Linked DNA regions of Mus musculus: all the other regions are linked to region 1. A link is a contact called in public HiChIP or PLAC-seq and promoter capture Hi-C data. All regions are on one chromosome and are shown on one strand. The core of a region is the stretch at or near the end of the contact, and the rest is flanking DNA. Distances in the headings are between cores, read along the strand shown. Region 1 holds the start of Mgll (monoglyceride lipase). Region 2 holds the start of Gata2 (GATA binding protein 2). Region 3 has its middle 19 kb from the start of Mir6376. Region 4 holds the start of Rpn1 (ribophorin I). Region 5 holds the start of Isy1 (ISY1 splicing factor homolog). Region 6 holds the start of Efcc1 (EF hand and coiled-coil domain containing 1).

Region 1 (3,338 bases), core at 675-3,174:
ATAGGAAAGTCACTGAGCTGGCGAGAAACCAGAAGGAGACCCCAGGCCCCTCTCCTCCCAGCTAGCTGGGTGTCATCTCTGAAGCTCAGAACTAAGCAGGAGCACACAGCAGAGGTTAAAAAGACAGATACGCGCACATATAATTTTAGTTTTCTTATGCATTCGCTGGCTTTTTTTTTTTTTTAAATTGTTGGGTTTGCTTTTAAATAAATGCTTGCAACAGGGAATCAATTCTGGTACAAAAAAAAAAGTCATATGAATCTTTGAAAACTGCCAGACAGTGGACTCCTATCCTAGTTGTAGTGAAAAGAGAACTCTTGAGCCGTCATTTTAAAGAAAAGCATAAAGTATAGCTCACAACTTTGCTAACACCGCTGTGCCAGGGGTGTCAGTGACATGAGAGGCAGGTCACGGAAAGGGTGGCCCTCATGATGACGGAGGAGGAGGAGGAGCAGGTGCGATGAAGGAGGACGAAGAGGAGAGGACTTACTTGGGTGTGCCACTGGGCTTCCAGTATCTACAAAAGAGGTACTGTCCGTCTGCATTGACCAGGTGAGGCAGGTCCTGGTAGGGAACATTCTGTGGAGTTCGCCTGGGTGAACTTGCCTCAGGCATCCTGCAGGGGTCTTTAGGCCCTTGGAAGAAAGGTGGACATATTCTAAAGTCAGAAATACACTTATGTCCATATGGGAGGAAAGAAAGCCTTTTTTGAGTCAGGACTGTGGCTGTGGCTTCTTTTCTAGGCAATTAAACAAAAAACAAAAAACAAAAAACAAAACAAACAAACAAAAAAAACCCCACCAAACCCCAATTTGATATATATATTTTAAAATTACATACATCTCTTGCAAACCCCTTCAAGATTGAAAAGTCCTGTTTGTCCTTAAGAAAATGCTCACTTTATTTTTTTAAAGTGCCTCAGTATAGCCCCCCTCCCATCTGTGTTTATTTTAAATCATCTCAGGAAACTTCATCTTAAAGACTATTTTAGCTGTAATCAAGCGGAAATTACAGTCAGTTCCGTGGGTACAAAGCCCCAGCTGCAAGGACCCATCTCTCCTAAAATCTCCACTGTGCGGGTTTCAGGGGGCATAATAAGTAGGTGACGCGCCCCAAGCGATTTTTCCCTTCTGAATGCCAAAGATGCCATGACAAACCTGTTTCCATTAGTCTTGGCTTTTGCATTCCACTACCGCCACAGCCTCGAGTATCAGCGCCAGGCAAACGAGGGCTGTTCCCTCATCGCGGCCGCAGGGCAGCACCACGGGGTCCGCGCCCTCCCCGCCTGGGCTGCAGGGGTGCGAGTTGCTCCCTCCTGCTGCTCCAGCTCTAGCTCATGTCGCCACTTTTCCAGAACACACCCCTGAAGGGGTTCCGGGAGCGAGGGACAGCCGGTCCCCAGCCCGGAGCTGCTGCGAGACGCGCTCCGCGGCACCGCGCATTCGCGCAGATGCGGGTCCCCGAGCAAAGTCACCCCGATTCTCCGACAAACTTTGCCTCTTGCCCGCCCGCGACCGCTTAGGGAAGGAAACCTCGCGGCTGTCATCGGCACGCCACACAGGACGTGGACCTGGCCGTTGTTCCCACACCGGTCTGGGAAGATGCAGTTGACGGGCACAAGTCTGTTTGGGGGTTGGTGCGAGGGCGCGAGGGGCGCGTTCACGCGCACACGCTGACACGCGCGCACACTCGTGCGCACGCACACGCGCGCAGGGGACCCCTGGCGGCGGCTCCTATCCTGAGGCAGGGGCGGGAGGCAGTTACCCGGGCCACGAGCGCCGCTGTCACGTTCCCCGAGCACCACGCGGGTCCGGGTCTGCGGCGGGCTAGAGCCAGACTACTGCGCGCGGCCGGCTGCGCAGCGATAGGGCGCGGCGTCTGCGCCGCCACTTTATCCCCAGCCGCTCGGCGGCGGGGGCGGCCCGCTGGGTGGGGACGCGCGGGGAGGCGGCGCCGGGGCCCCACGTGTGCCCGGCCCCCGGGGAGGAGCGGGGCATCGCCCGCCGACCTGCCTCGCGCTTTTCCTGGCCGCGTGGGGGACCTTCACGGGGCACTGAACCGAATTATGGGGCCCTTCCAGCCCATGCGCACAGTCGAGAACACAGACCCTCACACTGGTCCCCGGAGCAGAAACACGCTCACTAGAACTGCATGCACATGTTTACAGTTGCACACGTGCGAGACCCACATTCAGATAGCACAGGTGTAGGCACACCCACAAGGACACATCCTCAGGACCCTTCCCCAGATACAAACTACACACAGAGGTACAAGTGAATGTCACAGTTACTACATGAATACAAACACACAGCATGGACGCACACGCCCTAGACACCATGCACACAGATAAAAACAACACACCACACACACAGTGAGTGTCAGCGCAGAAACCACAGCTCTCATCTTACAGGGGAAAAGATTATTCTGGAGCCATTTTGAATGACCATGAGCTGGAAACACAGATTTAAGTTACCCCTAATTCCATGTTCCTATGTGAAAGCAGTTTCGGGAAGTTTTTTGGGTTTTTTTGGTTTTTGTTTTGTTTTGTTTTGTTTTTAAAATAGTTTTACAGAACAGATAAAGCCGTATATCAAGGCAAGTTTAAAATACATTGGTGGGTACAACAGAGAGTCAGGTAACAGTGAAATGGGAAAGTGTTCCTATAGGCTCAAAATGCTATCTGATAGCATTGCTAACTTTTGGATTTGTAGAAGCTAACTATCGTGTTAAATCAATAGTTAAACAGTGTTCATCTATTGCCTCAAGAAGTTAGTTCTAACAAAGAGGGGCAAGAAAGAAATGGCTGTTCCTGAGGGCCCGAACTTAGCCCAAAATAAAGTAATTTGCCTCTGGACCTGGAACATTCCAACCTCTCCATAGTACTGAAACTTTAATCAGCCAGCTAATCTCAGCAGACACAGCTTCCCTTTAGTTTTCCGCCTCAGCAGCAGAAGTAGCTCCTTTCCCCATGTTTTTGTTCACAACAGAGAAAAACAACACACCATATACACCCAGAGAGCTAAAGATGCGTGACATTCACGCACAAGCGCTTAGAGCTCTGAGAAGGAAGCAGACATACTGCAAGCAAACACACACACACACACACACACACACACTGCATGAAACCATTTCCCCTAGGTGCCCCAGGATCCAGGTCCCACTAGCACAGCTGCCTATGTGGCTGTGGAGTCTGGAATCCAGCACTAAATTTACAGCCTGTCCACTGTGTCCTATGCCTGCCACCTGTGAGTGACAGCTGCAGAGGAAGGATGACCCCAACCCACACCCATCTCCTCAGGCTTTCCAGGGCTTTCTTCTTGGCCAACCACTTTGCAAAA
Region 2 (3,376 bases), core at 121-2,620, 530 kb after region 1:
CCACCGGACAGGGCCCAGAAGGATTCCCCCACCCCCACCCCCGCCAAGACACTTGGAAATGGACCGAAACCCTACAGGTCCCAGACCCTCCCTAAGAAGTCCCTGCCTCCATCTTCTTAGGCCCGATTTCGCAGCTGCTCAGATTCCTGTGGATCCCACATCCGGGAAGCAGCAACAGGCCGTCCCCCCTCCAAGGCCTGGCCCGGGCGCCAGGCTTCCAGAAACCTCGGGGGCCAAAGCTCACCATGCGCCGGGCTGTAGGAAACGCGCGCGCGCGCGTGGGCCGGGTTGGCGTAGTAAGGGTTGCCCTGCGAGTCGAGATGGTTGAAGAAGACATCCACCTCGTCGGGAGGCAGCAGCTGTGCTGGCTCCATGTAGTTATGCGCCAGGCCCGGATGGTGCGAGTCGGGGTGCTGCGCATTCAATACGGCGGGGTGCGCCATCCAGCGAGGCTGCTCAGGCGCCACCTCCATGGTCCACTACTGTGTCTTGGGAACCAGGCGAAGGTGGGGCGGCCCTGGATAACAGAGGGAATGTGAAGGACACTGCCGCCTTCTGACACCCCCATTCCCAAAGTCTGTGTCTTGAGAGCAAAGACGTTCCATCGGAGCTTCACTGAGGACCAGTCCCGGGTGGAAGGAAAGCGCAAGGTTTAAAACGAAAGGAAGGTGAAGGAAGGGGTTCAGCCTCATACACTTGCAGGGAAACTCGCGTTCCCACAGACGCAACTCCACATACACGAGGTCACACACACGGATAGGTCCTGACATCGGTGACCCCCCCAAAACGCACGCGGAACTGAAATCAGGTTCTCACACCGTGCCCCTGTCCTCTGGGCACACAAACACATAAACTCTGACTAAAAGTTAGAGACAGTTGCCTAGACATCCACTCTGGGGCACACGCTCTCCCACGCCCCCGTAACACTTTGACAATATATACACAAACTAACCCCCAACACCCCGGGCCACCCCAAAAAACGCACCCGCAGTTCCTGGGGCTGCGAGCCGGTCCCCAATGCACTCTCTAGCAGTCAGCCAACCTCTCCCCAAAGCATAAGAACGTAATCGCCCACAGGAGATCCTGGTCTGAGCTCCACAGAGATCCCTCCAACCTAGGAATGTCCACAAGCCCCCTGAACCTCAAACTTACACTCGCAGCGGCGCGGGAAGGGGAGGGCTCAGCAGTAGAGAGTAAGAGACACCAGGAGAGCCCGGGTACGGCGGGCCCAGCGACAGCGCGTTCCAGGGCCGGCGGATTCACGGGATAGGGGTGGGGGACAGCGCGCGTCTCGGCCTCCGGCCCGCCCGGCTCCGGCCCCTCTGCATCCTCCGGCCGCCCTGGCGCCAGCTGCCGACTCCTGCACAGACGTGAAGCGGGGGCCGCGCACGCCTATGAAGCCGGCGCCAGCCAATCAGCGCCGCGCGCCGCCCAGCCTCCGCCCCCCCATTGGCTGCTCCCGCCGCTTTGGCCGCTGGACTTCGGGAATGACCCGCAAGCTGGCCTCCTAGGCTGCCTGGCCCCCTACCAGCGCCCTCTCTGCGGCCTCTGATGCCAACGCCCCCCCCCCCCAGGGGACCTTCGCCGTGGGCAGACCCTGCACCCCTCCGGCAGACGCTCAGGTCTTCCAACCTCTGCCCTCCCAGCAACTAGGCACGAATAGGGTCCCTGACTTCCCAGGAGCCGAGACGTGCACCTTCTGGGTATCTCTCTGCTGGGACCACAGCTTTCTACTCTCGGGCGGAGCCCCACCTCCACTGCTACGGACGACGGCCAGCCCAAATCCAACTGACTCCCCAAACTCTCTGTCCTTCTATCAGGGATAGCTGTGCAAGAGGCTGGTAGGATCCGCTGGACAACATGAGTCTAGGGATTGTGGACTTCTCTAGGGCACCCGAACTTTGAGCACTAAGACACTTGAGGCTGTGCTAGACCAATAATGGTCGCGGTCAAGCCAGTGGCCCAGGGAGGGGGAAGGGCTCCGGGCGGGGCCTTAGTAGACCACCAGGCTGAACTGCCTGGGGCGAGGCCGTGGAGCGGGAAACTGGCGCCAGAGTCGGCTGAAGGGAGACTCCCGGGGTATTAACCATATATATTTTTTCTTTCTAAGGGTCCCCGAGACGGTCTTTAGGGAGAGGGAAGCAATGTTGTGAGCACTTTTTCCCCAAAGTCACCTGGAGTTTTTCTCCACAACACCTCCATTCTGGAGAGACAAGTGAGTTCAGTGGCGAGTATACAAACCTAGCTCCCTCCCTGGCTATAGATGGGAGACCTAAACTCCAAGAGTCCAGAAAGAAGCTTGTGAGTCCAAGACTTTTAGGGGAATCTAGACAGGTGCGATGGATTGGCCAAGCTTGGAGCCCTCCACATAGCTCCTCTATCTTTGCAGGGACCGAAACCCCTAAAGAATAATTCCAGAGGAGTCCCAGGTTGGTCCCGAGCTGGGGAAAGGCTGGGGTCCCCGCCGCCCCCAAGGATGGGGGAGGGGCGGCAGGATTGACAGTCCGTAATTGGGTAACTGGAGGCGGCTTCTCCGGCCCGGCGGCCCCGCCACCGCGACGCCGGGCCCCTGACGTCACCCGATTCGCCAGGAAATGAACTTTTTAATAATCCAAGGAGGGTGGAAAGCCCTCGGTCCCCTCGGCTCGGGGGGCGCCCAGCCAGGAGGGCTCAGCTTCTCGGGCGCGCCCCCGTCACCCCCTCCCAGGTCCTCTGCGGACAGCGCTGAGGGGGCGCGCGCACGGCAGGGCCTCCTCTGGCCTCTGCGGCTGGCGTCCATCTGTCTGTCCGAGGCCCTGGAACAGGTAAAGGCCTGGGGCCCGGGGTGCAGAACTCCACTGGACCGGAAACCCGCGCCTCTTGCTCCCTGGCGCGGGGGGGGGGGGGTCCTGCTGTCCGCTGTATTCCCCGCGCCTCTGTGCTCCAGAGCCATCAGGGGCCCAGGAGGCTCGGGAGTCCGCGCCCAGCCGAGGCGGGAGGTCTAGCAAGAGGGATCCAGGGGCTAGAGGGGCGCGAGACCGCAGTGCCTCGGGGTCGGCTGGGCAGGTGGGTGGTCTCAGTGCCAGCCAGATTCGCGCTCCCACTGCGCGGTTCACTTAGGACCCGCTTTCGGGAAGGCTTTCTCGGCTTCTCCCAGCCTTTAGCCCATGATTCTCCATTAACGAGCAAGGCGAAATCGTCGTGGAGTTTCCAGATTGTTCTATGTCCCTGGAACCTAGCAGGAGATTCTAAAGGCCTCTCAAAGCCGGCGATAACCCCATTTTCGACAACGGTACCCCATGCGGCCGAATTCCATGGCCCTGCAGAGTTCTAGGAGGAGAACGCGGTGCGCAGAGGAAACTGCCCTGACCGAGTCGGCGCGGCGGCTGTCAAGGCG
Region 3 (3,382 bases), core at 250-2,749, 600 kb after region 1:
AGCAACCCGAGTTCCCTAGTGCAGCAGACCCTAGCTGTGCTGTGGTCAGTAGGAGTCGTGGAAAGCAGACCTAACCATGTCCGTCTCAGAGGGGGGGACATTTTGGAACCTCTCCAATTGTTCCAGGTTACAAGCATAGTGGCAGAGCAGGGCAGGGCGCACTTGGGGCATCAGAAGCCGGTGCATAATTTTTCCTCGGTTTCCATAACAAGAAACTGTAAGGCTGTCTCCCATCTACTTGATGGCTGCCCTGGCTTTTCCATGTCACTTCTCTTCTGGCAAACAAAGATGGCTGTTGCTACATTCTCTGCAGTGCCTCACGTGCTCAGGACAGTTCAGAGTAGGTGTGGACGAATGAATGTGGAAAGAATTTACCTTCGGGCTCTCAGGATGGCTGTGTAGCTTCAAGGGGCTGCTGGGCAGCCTTGTGCATGGGGAGCAGGGCATGCTGGGAAGCAGGTGGAGCATAAGGTGGGGGTGGGGAAGCCATGGCTTCCCTCTAGCACTGTGAGGTCCCAGGGAGGGAGAGTTAGGGGATCGGTCTGAGATGACTCATGAGAGATATAGCTTTACTTTCAGAAGGACTTGGGTTTGGATTCTCTCTTGCCCTTGAGTTCCTGTCAAAGTCACTGCACATACTTCTGGGGGCAGTGTGATGCTAGGAGCGGAAGCCAAGGTCTCACCCGTGCGTGCTTCGTGAGCTAACCTATGAGGCTATTACACTTTCTAGGCAGCACCACTGATCTGGATGCAGTTTGTCTTGGTCTCCACTGTTTAGCCTGTTAGAAGGCTCTCTGTCTCTTAGAGGGAAGGGCTGGGACTGATCTCAGAGCTTTCTAAGTCCCTTTGCCAAACAGGGGTTCCTGGTCCCCAAAAGGGGCTGTGGTTCTGCTTACTGGCCCTGCAGACTCTCAGAGCCAGCGAACAGAAGGAAGTGGAGTCAGGTAAAAGTCTCTTTGTAGAACCACACCCCTGACTACTGATCAGGGGCCTGAGGCTGGCCTGGACAGGGAACGCCAGGTCTGCAGCAGAGTCTTTTTCCTGAGCAGTGGCTGCCCCCATGAGGGCGAAGGTAGAAGCTGTGTGCAGAAAAGCTGATGGGAGAGGCGGTGCCATCAACTGAGCAAGAAAGGGGCGGTTTCTGGGCGGCAAGGAAGCCTGGAGTTCTAAGACCCATCAGGATGTGTGGCCCAGGGATTCCCGGGGAGATGAAGTAGGCGTAGCCAGGCTGCCTGTTTGAGGGTGGTCTATGGGGAATGTGGGAGGAGGCAGGGTCAGGACCCTCCAGAGAAACTCGGTGTAGGGAACGACCACCCAGGAATGGCAGAAATCAGGAAGACACTTGCAGACAGCAGGCTGCCAAGAAACATAAGCCTTGCAGGCTGTTGTCCCCAGGAAAAGGTAACCCTGCTCAGAACTTTTGACCTGTTCCCTGGAACAGGGACCTGAGCCGGGGCCCCAGGGTAGACAGCAGCACTACATGATGCTGCCACTAGGGGTCCTTCTTGAGCTGCTCCTGCTCCCAGCTGCCCATCCTGCACACGTGAAACTGTGCTTCTCCCAGCCTGAGCATGGAAAAGCTAGTGGCCAAAGTTGGGTCGCCCATCCTGCACAACGTGCTTCTCCCAGCTTGAGCCTGGAAAGGCTAGAGGCCAATGTTGGGTCGCCTGTGATCACCTCGCCACACTCTGGGAAACCATGAGCTTTAAAAATTCACAGTCCAGTCCCCTGGCCCATCTAAGTAGCAGGGTTGCCACTGAAACGTCTGTTCATGCCCTGACCTGACATGACCATAAGACTGACAGCACTTGATTCCCCTTTTCAAAAGCCACCACAGAGCTAAACAGACAACTGCGTAGGAGCACAGCGGTTTCTCTGATGTGACATCAATTTCACAAACATCACGCAATTGTCTAAGCAGAACTGTGGCTCTCTCTGTACTGTCCCCAGACCAAGAGAAGCTGTAAGATTGCAAATCAAAGACCTTTATCATGGGGCTGGGGTATATGTAACCAGAGCTCAGAAGTTTAAGGCCCTGGCATCGTGGCAAGGTCCCTAACTCCCCCCCCCCCAAAAAAAAGGTATTCAAAGTGACAATGAACTGGACACCCCCAACTTCAATTGAGCATCATAACTTAGTGGTACAGCACGCCACAGTGAACCACTCCTGATCAAAGGGCCAATGGACGTCATTCACTTTCCACTGTACAACATGGAGAGCAAAATCGAGGACCACTGCTCGTTCAGGAGAAAAACCCAAATTCATAACTCAAAGCATTTAATTTTTTTACTGGATGCATGTCATTTTAACATCCTAAGACAAACTATTGAAAGTCAGGGACAGCCTGAAATGACATCCTAGTCAGCAGTGGGCACATTAGCCTGCTTGGCGACAGCCATGTCAACTCCCCTGGCTGTTGGAAAACTTTTAGCTATTCAACACTGAAGAGCCAGTTAAATGTGGTTGTGGGAAGGCAGGAGCAGGGGCCACGAGTCCAGCTGCTATCTTCTCTGTGGTGGAAATCCTGCATTGATAACAGAATGGCTTAGAGCTAAGCATAATGTACACACAGACAGACAGACACACATAAATACTTGTGTGTGTGTGTGCACACGCGTGCACGTGTGTAAGTAGGTAATACTCTCACTGTGTGTGTGTGTGTGTCTGTGTGTGTAAGTAGGTAGGTAAGTAGGTAGGTGGGTAGATAGATACAGATAAAACTAGGGCATACTAAATGATATCTTCTGTGACATCATCCTATAGTTTCCAAAAATACCACTATTGGGGACATGGGCAAAGTCCATGTGCACTGGCCTCACTACTGTGCATGAACCTAAGGTGGTCTCAGCCAAGGTTTCAGCTGCTGAAGTGTAGGTATGGCTTCAGCCAATCAGAAACAAGGCCCAGAGAAAGACTGGGGTGAGAGTGGGATACCACATTTGTGCTCACAGGAACCAGGCTGAGAAACAGGACCTCACATGGGAAAGGGCCCAAGAGCTGGGAAGGGTCCAGGAGAGAGACACCTGCTGAGGGGTCTGCTCCTATTACGGGAGCACGGTGGGAATATTAGAGTCTCACACCTCTGAGGCAGTCTGGCCCCAGTCCCAGCCAGGCCTTTGGGCATGCAGCTTCAGCACAGAGCCCTGGTCCCTTGGACTGTCCAAGGGGCCTGGCTTGGCTCTTGTGGCCTTGGGGGTTAACTGCAGGCAGGCTGCATGATGGCTGTGCCTGGTGTGTGGTGGATGTTCAGGAAATGTAGCTTCCTTCCCCTTGGCTCAGAGAGGAGAATCACATTGAAGGAGTGAGTTCTGCAGTCTCAGGGGGCCATCCCCCATCCTTTCCCAGAGCCTTTTCCTTTATGGGGAACAAATTCAGAAAGAT
Region 4 (3,476 bases), core at 895-3,394, 640 kb after region 1:
CATTACTTAGTAAAAGGTCAGAAAGCTAGGCATGGTGGTACACAGCTGTAGTCCCAGTACATGGGACAGACAGCCAAGATGATCAGCAGTCAAGGTCATTTTTAGCTATCAGCATTCTGGAGGCTGGGACAGGAGGATTCTAGGTTCCAAAACAGTCCAGGGACAACACAGCAACACCCTGTCTCAAACAGTGTAAGAGAAAAGGATGGTTCAAACTACATAATCCTACTGTCCTGCTAGCTCCTTAAAGGTTCCTGTACTCCGTCCACCTCGCCTAAGTTTCCAAGGCAATGTGTGCCCTTTCTTATCCTCTTTATCACCCAGTTGCTTCTCACCTAGGTAAGGAGTATAAACTCGTCTTCCTCCAGAGTTAACACAAGTTACTGTAAGTCAGTAACATGACTGCAGAGCTGAAACACAAGTCCTAATTTCATGTCAAGGCCAGAAAGCAAGGTAGCAATAATGCAAATACACCCAAGGGTATGGGACAAGTCAGACCTTCATTTGGGGGAGGGGGGTTAATAAGCTCCAAAGCCAGATACTTCCACAGTCATGTAAGAATTCCTATGCCTCAAAAGGTTGCTATAGGGTGGGGAATGTTCTTAAAATACCTGCCACAGCCTTTTCTTTTCCTAATTTTTCTTTTAATGTACATGGGTGTTTTGCTTGCAAGTGGGTCTGTGCACCCTGAAACTGGAGTTACCGATGGCTGTGGAATTGAACTTGGATGCTCTGAGCCATGTAGAGGGACCCAACTTGTATGCAATTCCCACCAGGACAGCAGCAGGGTGGTAAGCCTCTGCTGTGATCTGATTATACTATGACTTCATTAAGTCATGACTGATTTTCACAAAACAGGACTGAGCATCCAATGAAGTCATGAATGTCTTTCCAGAAATATTTGAGGAAAGCCATGCTGAGCATGAACAAGGCTTCAATGTAAAGGGGACAGGAGTCACTTCAGTGACTATTATAAGTCCAGCTTTATAGCTCCATACAGTTAAAAAGAATGTGGTGTGCTTAGTCTCCTAGTAAATTGGGTAATCACTTAATGAATATAGTTAATGAGAACAGTAATAAAAATTAACCTGTGTGGATATTCCCTCTATTCCCAAAGCCAGCGATTTCTTTCCTTGAAAGGTATAAAAGTGTATTCAATGAAAAGTACAGAAGGCTAAATGCTGAAGTGTTCCAATGAGAGACGGTGGGGAGGAACAGACCTGGGCTTCACCTTTCTGTACAGCATAAGGGGCTGACTCTTCAATTAGTCTGAACATTAAGAAAGCGTTAAGCAGCAGCTTTCAGAGGAGTGTTACATTAACCGGGTGCGAGGAATGACAAACTTTAATACCAGAAACCTGCTGTATTTCTGAACGCTGCTGTCTGGAGAGAACAGACTACACCAGTCAATTGCATTCAGGAAATAAATTGTCTTAACTCACTGATAGTCCTCCACTAGACGAGCAAGTCCAGGGGACAGAAAAGAAGCTGGGTACCCGAAGTACCGCACCCGGCCACAGCCAAGATCCTCTTGGGGTGCGGAAGGAGGTCGCCAGGGGACCAAGGGGTCGCCTTGGGCTCCAGAGCAGCCACGTGGGCGGTGCCCCACGCTCGGAAGCTTGTGCTGACGTGTCCGAGAGGACACGCGGACAAGAGAGACGGCGGACCCCAACCTCTCCGCTGTCCCCCTCCAACACCTGCCTTTCAGACAACCAGACACCTGGAGGATCCCTAACGCCCTCAACCTCCCCGCCCCTCCCCAGGGATCCCCGATCGCCTCAGGCATCCCGCGTGAGGTTCGCCGGCTCCTCCCTCCGCTCACCTGCACGCCTAGGTGCGCAAGCCGCGACTCCAGTTCTGGCTCCAGGGCCAGAACGAAAGAGCTGGCTCGTGATGTGGAGCCGCCGCCCGGGTGTACCAGGACCACCTCAGCCGTCACCTTGGCTAGGTGGCTGCTCAGGTCCACCGTGCGCTTCACGTCCTCGTTGACCAGCGGCGGAGCCTCCGAGGAGGCGCTGCCGGGCGTCGGGGCCAAGGCCCCGAGACATAGCAGCAGCAGCAACAGCAAGGCGACCGGCGACTCCATGACCGCGAGCTGAGCGCCACCGACACGCGCCCCGCCCCCCCGCCACGGCGCAACCGCTGATTGGCCAACAGCACCACAAGATGGCTGGGCCCGGTCAGAAAGGACCCCGTCTCCAGGGCAACCGGGCGATCGTGGGGCGCCTGATTGAAAATCTTAAAGTGCAGGCGTACTTCTTGGGGCGCTTAATAGCCGTATTCACCCCTGATTTCCTTATATCCTGTCTGTTTCCTTCATGCTTATGCAAAATAACTCTGGCCTCTCAGCTCAAAAACAGTATACTATAGCTTAGTCTAAGGAACTAACTTTGCCTTCTCTATAGTGATACGAATGCTAAGTGGGCAAAAGTTTAAAGGAAAATGGGAAATTTCCAGAAACTCAAGTCTCTCCTCTAATATTTAGTTCAACCATTAATGTGAGTGATGGCAGAAACCTTAAGCAACTAACCAAGGTTGATGATATTAACCTCAGATACCTGTTGACATTTATCACAGTTGTAGGAGTCCAAGGCGAAGTCACTGGCAGGACTAGCTGTCTGGTGAGGGCTGCTATTTACTACCAAGGTGGCACTTTGACATTGCATGCCTTCTAAGGAAGGCATTGCATATCGTCATATGACAGAAAGGCAGGAAAGGGTCTCTCTGAGGCAAGCCCTTTTACAAAGGCATCTTGCAGATGGATTCCTCTAGTGCTATCATCTCCCAAAGTCACACTGAAGAATTAATGACCAAAAACAATGAACTTCAAGTGAGCAGAGAAACTGTAGTCAGTGTACTGATACACCTGACAAGAAAGCCAGCTTAGTGACGAAAACATCCAATGGCATTTTTTGGGCCTTGAAACCATATATATATATATATATATATATATATATATATATACATATATACATATATATATGTATGTATATATGTATATATATATATATGAAAAAATCTACAGATAAAACTTTGCTCCCCTAAAGTTCCCTTTTTTCAACCCTATAAAATCTCCAAGCCCCCTGCACAATGGTTGTGTACAGTCTCCACTCCCCAAATGAGAATGCGTCCCAATGTTGTTGCTTGAAGGATGTAATTCGAAGGTAAATTTTGGGAGGAGATGGAAATATTCAAACATTGATACCAGCCAATGAGAAGAGAGAATGGAGGGCTGGCCATGCTCCTCCCTACAAAGCAGAAGTCAGGAAATTAGCACCTGCAGGCCAACAATCTATCTGTGTCTATAAAGTTTTATTGGAACATAGCTACGTTCATTTGTCCGTAGCTTATGATTGCTTTCACAGTACAACAGTAACAGTAGTGTAGTTGCAAACCAGACTATATGGCCCAGAAAACAAAACTACTTACTGTTTGCACGCGAGTACATACATTATGTATGCAGAGACAGCTTAGTG
Region 5 (3,810 bases), core at 837-3,336, 890 kb after region 1:
CCATTGTTTGGAATAAAATATTTTAAGACAATGGCCAAAACCATTCAAATTCAAAAATTCCTCTCCTTAAATTTAGAGAGAATTGGCCTGGGCCTGGCAGTGGGCTCTCGACTGCTCATGATACTGCCAGTTCTCAGCCTAAGCTGGTGGTTCCTGATTAGGGTCATCTCTCAGAATAAGGAAGGGGGTGGGAAATGGAGAGGGCTGGGGTTTGTTTTTAATGTGCTAGGCATTTAACCTAGTGTTCTTTCATTTCATGGGAAGTAGAGGAATGCTCATCTCTGACTTCATTTCCATTGGCTCCCCCTCCCCCCAGCCAGAAAAGGTCAGAACTCCACAAATCTCTGAATGTGAAATATCAGTGCTTTAGCAATGCAGAAATTAAGAGTTAAGGCAAAAATTCTTGGGGCTCCTGACCCAAAGCACCACCGACAATCATTTGGTTACATCCCCACAACCTATTTGGAAGAAGTGGGGGACACAGAATCTAGTTGGGTGACCGGCTGCCCACTTACATATATGTTCTAAAGTATCTGTCAGAACCTGTTTGATCCTGAACTACTAGTTCACGCCTCTGCTGAGATCTTGGAAAGCCGATATAGTGAGCTGACCATGGCTGAGATGTACAGCCAAAAACGTCTGCCAAATGCATACCAAAACAAATATTCTGGTTCCTGTCACCTACATCTGACTGCAAATGTCACTGGTTTTTAGCTCAATAAATGCCGTATACCTGAGCTTTGATGCAGTGTGCTTTGGGACAAGAGCCTGCCCACTAGTTGCCAACTAATAAGGGACTCTAATTTGGTCTTATATGCACGGTGGTAACATTCTTGCATGGACTATGACAGGGTACTCTCCTTAGTGTTGACTCAGTGGGAGAGCCCACCACCATTTCCAGAATCCATCTCTGCTAAGTGACTCACGTAGTCTCTAACTTCCCACTTGCTCCAGGTAGCTTTTTCTTCTCTGGACCTTACTCCGTATTTCATTTTCTTCTCATTACGTTTTTGTTTTTCGAGTCGTTTCGTGTGGCTATCCTGGAACTTAACTTTGTAGACTAGCTTCAAACTTCAAAGATATGCCTGCCTTCTGAGTCTTGGGATCCAAGCTGCCTTTTTCTTTAGTTTTTGAGGCAAGTTCTCACTATGCACCCCCGGCTCGCCTGGATTTCCTCTCTATGAAGACCAGGGTGTCCACCAGTTCACAGAAACTGGCCTCTTTTGCCATCAAAATGCTGGGATTGAAGGCATTAGCCAACAAGCCTGGCCTTATCTCTGTATTTTATTTTAATTAATTAATTAATTTGTTTTTTCGAGACAGGGTTTCTCTGTGTAGCCCTGGCTGTCCTGGAACTCACTTTGTAGACCAGGCTGGCCTCGAACTCAGAAATCCGCCTGCCACTGCCTCCTGAGTGCTAGGATTAAAGGCGTTCGCCACCACCGCATCTCTGTATTTTAAAAGATGTGGTCTCTGCCTTCTGGGAATGTGTGGAGAGAGAGCTGATTCCTTGGCTTAAATGTTTCTTTCACGATCACATCTGTCAGTTTCATGGAAACAGCCACCTTTAATAAAGAATAATGATAATTATACACGTTTCTTAAAAGGAGGACGATCATAGTCTCAGTCACTGTTCAGCTCCAGGTAAATGGCAGGCAGCGGTGAAGAAGCCTCCCAGGAAGACAGGTTCGCCCCAATGGCTATGGTTTGCCCCAGTGCCTGCGCCTGGCGGGTCCAGGCAGGTGACAGAACTCCACGCAGGGTCCCTAGGGGCTATGAACACTCAGTGCATTCAGAGAGGTGCAGTCATTTTCAAAAAGGTCATCTGCTGTCATAGAAGACTCAGGAAGGGCAGAGGCAGGCGAATCTTTGACCGCAGTTACCAGCAGAACGAAACCAAACGACAAATGACGCACACATTCCTGCCGCGCAAGCGTAGTCTTGCTGACTTAGGCGCGGGATGACGCACTGGACACGCGTCGGCGGGAAGCCGCCTACCGAAGCTCCACTGCAATTCTCTCCCCTCCCTCGTCCTCCCTCCCTCGCTTCCGGTCCTTAATTTCCGGTCCTTTCCATTTAGTCTTCCGACAAAAAGACCAGACTGTCCGCTGTTTTCCGTTCCCGCGTCTGCCTGCCTTGTTCCGGGCGCCTGAGCACGTTGCGTTGCAGAGCGGCGCCAGGGCGCCCTCGCCGGCACCATGGTGAGTGCGTTGGGGAAGGGATGGGGCTCACGGGGGACCCGAGGTCTGGGCCAGTGTGCGGCCTCGGGCTCCCTGGCCTATGCCGGGATTCTTTTCCCACCTGGCGTAGCTGTAAGAAATGGCAAGAAAACTGAGTTTGGGAGCTGTATTGCGTCTTGGTGGTTCAGTCTGGGTGAAGCACATTATGCGTAGAGACTGAACGGCCCGGGCGTTCTCAGGTTCCACGGATAGGACCTTTTAAAGGGCAGGGTCTCCACGCCTTTGCTTGCCTGAAACCGAGGACAGAATCTGACATTCTCTAGACGTGTGTGACATAACCGTGAGTGAATGAATAGGATGGGCTGATCTGTTGAGAGGTTGTGATTCTCGGTTTCATTCACTCAAGAAGCGTTTAATATGGAAGTATGAGATCAGACACAGTGTTGGTTCAAAGAGGCGCAGTTACTGTAGTAATTTCAAAGTAAAGTGTCCGTGGACCTCGAGAGATGGCCCAGTGATCAAAAACCACTTCACTTTGGTTCCCAGCACCCACATGGTTGCTTACAATCATCCAAAACTCTAGTTTTAGGGGATCCAACACCCACTTGTTAAGTGACACTAGACACTCATGTGGTGCACTTACATGCATACATGCAAAGCACTCATACACATACAAAAAATATTAAAAAATTAAAGGTAAAAATCCCCTTAAAAGTATACGGAGTGGCTTTCATACTTCTGAGATTTATTGATGTCTTTGAAATCTGTATAGTCTTATCTACAAAACCAGCCCATTTTGGTAGATATTTATCTATATGCATATACCAAATTATGTTTAAGGATCAGGTGTAAGTATATGCATAACCACGTGCAAAATATGGACACATTCAAATATATAGGCCTTCTTGTCAGTCTGTGCTTTATAATACTAAGTAGAAAAAAAACATTAATACACTTTGGGCGGGGTGGTATTTACACATACATAGGGGCAAACAGATACATACTCCTGTTAAATAAAACAGATGCATAAACATTTAAGGAAGCCATGGAATGCTTACAGAGGATGTTTTGGACACTACAGACTGTTGAGAACAGAAACCTAAAAAGGAGAGGAAACAGTGGTCTTGAACAGCTACTTCTGAAGGAGGGTGTGTCCTGTATTGATGTCATGTTCATATATCCACCTTCCACTGGCCAGGTTCCTTTCAGAGTTGATTGGAAGGGGCAATCTGAAGGGCAAGTTAAATTAAACTCATCTTGCTGACTCTCTAGACTGTGTGTCTGTTTCTGCTTGACTTCATGCGTTTATCTGAGTAAGTCATCATAACGTTGCAAGATAAAAGCTACAATATGTGCTGTGAAGGGAAACTTAGATTTTGGTGAGACCACGTCTCAGTGATGGTGAGAGGAAGAGCTAGGAGCAAAATCTCTAGTTCCAAATTCAGCAGGTGCGCTTTCTGTGTAGTTCACAATCCAACTGAAAAAAACTGTTCTCTTCCTGATCCTGTGTAACATTTAGGGACCATTGACTTAACACTGCTGCGGCAGCACTTAAATGAACATCACTTTGCAAAAGCCAGTCTTGATGCTCTCCTCTGATAGCCACTGGCAGCAGACAGACAACTAGGCT
Region 6 (3,798 bases), core at 129-2,628, 990 kb after region 1:
GAGAGACCCTTTTAAATGAGAGACCTAGTCTCAGGCAACACACACACACACGCGCGCGCACACACACACACACACACACACACACTACTCTACGCACTCCCAGGGTTCCTTCTGCCCCATCTTACACTCTCCTGGCAGACATATGAACCACGAAGGCCACTTTGACACCTAGTTGTACTCTGCAGCAACTAGGAGACAGGAGACACCAATGTAACGCAGGTCCTCTTCCTATACGCCTATAAGGGCCCCTTTTCTCCCTTAGCTGGTCACCTGAGCTACACTGAACACCGAGGGCTCAAGTGTTCGTTGACTGATCCCAGAGACCAGCTCACTCAATGGCTCCACCTCAATAGCTCAGAGTGAGCCTGGCCCTCATTGCTGGCCATCATTGTCTTTCTCACCTGGGCTAGAGGCCTGGCTGTGAGGGATTCAACAAGTTTCGCTGACTTGGGGAAGGGCAGTCAGTCCTTTGTTTTCCTTAAACCTCCCGAAGAAGGATGTGTGCTGACCCATCACTACTTGGCTACTTAAACAGGTTCCTTCTAGGATTAGAAGGGACTTGGGTAGGAAGTTGGGATCTTAAGGAATGATACATTGGGGTGGAAGTTGGAATGAAGGGGGTGGAATGGGGAACGGAGAGAACCAGCTGAGGAGGGGCTGGGCCGCGGTGGGGCGTCTCTGTCTCCACCCGAGGCATCCCTCGCACCTGAAGGGCCAGGCAACGCGCGTCACTGCTCTGCAGCGCAGCCCGTAGGTCCTCCACCAGCTCGCGTAGGCTACTGTTTTCCTCCTCTAGATGTGCCACCCGCTCGCCATAGGCGCCACCGTGCAGGCTCGGTGAGCCAGGCCGGCGGCGGCGGCGCGGGCGGCGGAGGCGGATCTGTGTCTCGATGTGCTCGCTAAGAGCTCCGCGGGGCAGCCGGGGCCCCGCTCGGCTACTGAAATAGCCGCAGAGGCGCGCGTGGAACTGGCGGAAGGTGAGCTCTGGAGGGTCGGCTCGCAGAGCCAGGCGCGCCTCTTCCCTGACGTCCGCGTCCCCGCCAGCGATCATCCCAGCAGCCGGGTTCGTGGAGGCCGCCTCCGCGGAGTTTGCGTCCTCCGTGGCCGTCTCCCCGTCAGCGTTCAGCCCCAGTACCGCGCAGAGCGCACGGAAGTCGGCGCGCGGTAGGCGGCCCGCTCCCCGGCAGTCCAAGTGGTGGAAAACCTCCTGCAGATACTGATCCAGACCGGTAGCCAGCACCACGATCTCATTCTCCACGCCGCGGTCCAGCCCGTAGTGGTGAGCCAAGGCACTCAGCAGCCACTGAGTGCGCCGCGCAGGTCGCCGGTATGGGTCACCCGCCGAGCTCTCCATGCCCAAACCCTGGCGGTTTCTCTCGGCAGATCGGCGCCTTCAGACAGCCGCCCGCGTCCGCGGAGGGAGGGGCTGGGCGGCCACGGTCAGGCCAGAGAGGCACGGGACCGTATCCAGGCAGCTGCGTGGACTGTGCAGGACGTCTGTGTTTGTCCCGATGGGAGGCGCTGGAGCTACGCGCTCTAGTAATGGCCTTGACCTGCACTCCCCATCGCTCCCCATCCCTATCCCCATCCCCATCACTGTAACCAGTTCCTGACTCAGTTCTTTTGCCCTCTCCAGGCCTTTCCGCTATTGTCACCAGAGGCTGGAGCGCCTGCGCCTGCTGTTGTGTTCTGCAATTCCCAGCCCTCGGCCGGCCGTTCTCTGCCTCTTCTCCAGACTGCTTCCTAAGCTCTCCCTCCCTCCTCGTAACTAGAACCGAGGAGGAAACAAACTTGGACGTGGATGAAGTTAGAGTTTTGGTGAGAGGAAAGTGGTTGTCTACCGCGGCCACCTTTGGGCTCCAGGTGGTTGCTTGGCCTGAGCTCCTTCCGCTGGCTGGGATGAGGTAAACAGTTGTTTGGCCACTATTTTCTTTGGTGCCCTAGAACTTGATTCTGGAAGATGCTGGGCAGACCTGCTTGCTCTTGAGAGCTAACTGGCTTTTCTTCTCTCTTTCACAGAAATGTAGTATTGACTCCGTCTGGCGCTTGCCATGGGAACCTTACCCAGCCATATTGGAGCGAAGAGCAAACTCAGCGGCCCTTGACTATTAGATAAGCAGATCTTGTTTTGTGTACAAATCCCAGTTGAAAAGCATTATCATTTTGTTTCCTCCATTATAGCACCCCCGACCAGCACTTTGTCCTTTGTTCCACACACTTCGGGAAGGAATCAGACATCCCAAGCATTTTGGATATACATGTGTACATATATATGTTAATTATAAAACCAATGGCAATTTAACGGAATAATGTACAATACCATACCTTGGCTTCTACCTTGGAAAACCACATGCACAGCATGTTCATTGACCACATTATTGATTATAATGGCTAGAAGCTGATATTCAGCAGGGGCCCAGGCAGGACAAATCGTGGAACAGGGATAAACGAGGAAACACGCTACAGCAGTTATTGTGACTGTTATGACTAATGAATGGTATGTGATAATAACAACACTGCACAGAACATTACTGGATGCTTTCTACAAGGATGCACATAAGGAATGGCAGCCACAGAACATCTGGTTGCTGTTTCTGGTGATGGTGAACCCTTTGCTATCGGTGCACTGGCTCTTTTGCTGAAATGGGAGATTGCACTGTAAGATGTACAGATCAACAGTTTTTAGTATGTTACAGTTATCTGACCACAACTACAGTCTAGTACTTCAATATTTCTACTCCCTCCATCCCCACCCTGCCCTCACCATGTGCACCCCAATACTGCTCAGTCTCTAACTTGTCCTTCTGCTAAGGGAAGCGACTACTTTATGAATCCATAATCTGCTTATTCTAGATATTCATATGACTGGAATCTAATAGAAGGTGACCTTCTGGGGCTGCAGAGATGGCTCAGTGGTTAAGAGCACTGGCTGCTCTTCCAGAGGACCTGGGTCCAATTCTTGTCCCCTCAAGGTGGCTCACAACCATCTGTAACTTCAGTCCCAGAGAATCCAATGCCCTCATCTGCATGCACATGACACATAGATAAATAGAAGCAAAACACCTATACACATAAGATTAAAAGGGGGAATTTAAGGTGGTCTCCTGTGTAATTGTTATTTGCGTGTTTGCTTGCATTTTTTTTTTTGTATTCCTAGATCATCTTTATTTGATTTTTTTGGGGGGGGGGAGAAAAATGTAGGTAGTGTAAAACACTTTTTATATTAAAACAGGTGCTGATAATATTGAATAGAATATAAAATTGACATTACTTTTTCAAAGTACTTTTGACACCAAAGGCATTTCTAGCCAAGCTACTCATGAGCTTTAGGTTGTAACCCCGAGCAGGAAAGGACCACCATGCTCACATTACCTAACATCACAGCCTTTGCTGCACTGATGGAAATCCAAAGGCAGCAAATTCAATACTTCCTTACTTGGCAAAGCACAAGTAAGCTACTGAAGTGACACCTTATGCACGCGCTCTCTCTCTCTCTCTCCTTTAAAGATTGGTATGGGATGAGGGCCCATCCCACTGTTTGTGGAGTCACCCTGGCGCAGATAATCCTGTATTATATAAGAAATCAGACTGATAGCCGGGCGTGGTGGTGGCACATGCCTTTAATCCCAGCACTCAGGAGGCAGAGGCAGGTGGATTTCTGAGTTCAAGGCCAGCCTGGTCTACAGAGTGAGTTCCAGGACAGCCAGGGCTACACAGAGAAACCCTTTCTCTAAAAACAAAAGAAAAAAAAAAAAAAAAAAGAAAGCAGACTGAGCAAGCCATGCAGTCAGTGAGCAT

The links. Promoter capture Hi-C pulls out the DNA fragments that hold promoters and counts their contacts. HiChIP or PLAC-seq counts read pairs in DNA pulled down with a chosen protein or histone mark.
Region 2: a promoter capture Hi-C map of stem cell-derived epiblast-like cells shows a contact between it and region 1, with 2.3 times the contacts expected there. The contact joins the promoter of Gata2 here to the promoter of Mgll in region 1. A contact is called at or near these places in 4 of 39 promoter capture datasets (cranial neural crest, embryonic stem cells and stem cell-derived epiblast-like cells), 2 of 484 Hi-C or Micro-C datasets (both in embryonic stem cells) and 1 of 115 datasets of contacts at active chromatin or transcription factors (embryonic stem cells).
Region 3: a contact with region 1 is called in an H3K4me3 HiChIP or PLAC-seq map of embryonic stem cells, with 4 times the contacts expected there. The contact joins the enhancer-like site here to the promoter of Mgll in region 1. A contact is called at or near these places in 5 of 39 promoter capture datasets (embryonic stem cells, hippocampal neurons and stem cell-derived epiblast-like cells) and 1 of 115 datasets of contacts at active chromatin or transcription factors (embryonic stem cells).
Region 4: a contact with region 1 is called in a promoter capture Hi-C map of hippocampal neurons, with 4 times the contacts expected there. The contact joins the promoter of Rpn1 here to the promoter of Mgll in region 1.
Region 5: a promoter capture Hi-C map of fetal liver shows a contact between it and region 1, with 3 times the contacts expected there. The contact joins the promoter of Isy1 here to the promoter of Mgll in region 1. A contact is called at or near these places in 5 of 39 promoter capture datasets (erythroid cells, fetal liver, hippocampal neurons and 2 more).
Region 6: a contact with region 1 is called in a promoter capture Hi-C map of embryonic stem cells. The contact joins the promoter of Efcc1 here to the promoter of Mgll in region 1. A contact is called at or near these places in 3 of 39 promoter capture datasets (embryonic stem cells, liver and stem cell-derived epiblast-like cells).

Annotation. Positions count from the first base shown.
Region 1 is chr6:88,722,998-88,726,335 of GRCm38.p6, reverse strand. It overlaps Mgll (monoglyceride lipase), which reads right to left and starts at 1,924. Exons shown (of 8, transcript NM_011844.4): 1 at 1,765-1,924; 2 at 491-635. The coding sequence starts at 615. The region is part of intron 2 of Gm26588 (a long non-coding RNA gene); the gene reads left to right.
Region 2 is chr6:88,196,658-88,200,033 of GRCm38.p6, reverse strand. It overlaps Gata2 (GATA binding protein 2), which reads right to left and starts at 1,370. Exons shown (of 6, transcript NM_008090.5): 1 at 1,153-1,370; 2 at 245-517. The coding sequence starts at 473. Gm38708 (a long non-coding RNA gene) reads left to right here and starts at 2,651. Exons shown (of 4, transcript XR_001785312.2): 1 at 2,651-3,376.
Region 3 is chr6:88,121,813-88,125,194 of GRCm38.p6, reverse strand. No RefSeq gene overlaps it. Among named protein-coding and RNA genes, the nearest start is that of Mir6376, 19 kb to the right of the region's middle. Within about 2 kb of position 1,499, at least 50 of the 459 cell types and tissues checked have an H3K27ac peak or open chromatin away from gene starts, as enhancers often do. A contact at or near this core is called in embryonic stem cells, where this site is marked.
Region 4 is chr6:88,083,141-88,086,616 of GRCm38.p6, reverse strand. It overlaps Rpn1 (ribophorin I), which reads right to left and starts at 2,144. Exons shown (of 10, transcript NM_133933.4): 1 at 1,823-2,144. The coding sequence starts at 2,086.
Region 5 is chr6:87,837,035-87,840,844 of GRCm38.p6, reverse strand. Isy1 (ISY1 splicing factor homolog) reads left to right here and starts at 2,086. Exons shown (of 11, transcript NM_133934.4): 1 at 2,086-2,201. The coding sequence starts at 2,199.
Region 6 is chr6:87,728,449-87,732,246 of GRCm38.p6, reverse strand. It overlaps Efcc1 (EF hand and coiled-coil domain containing 1), which reads right to left and starts at 1,378. Exons shown (of 8, transcript NM_001159697.1): 1 at 707-1,378. The coding sequence starts at 1,354.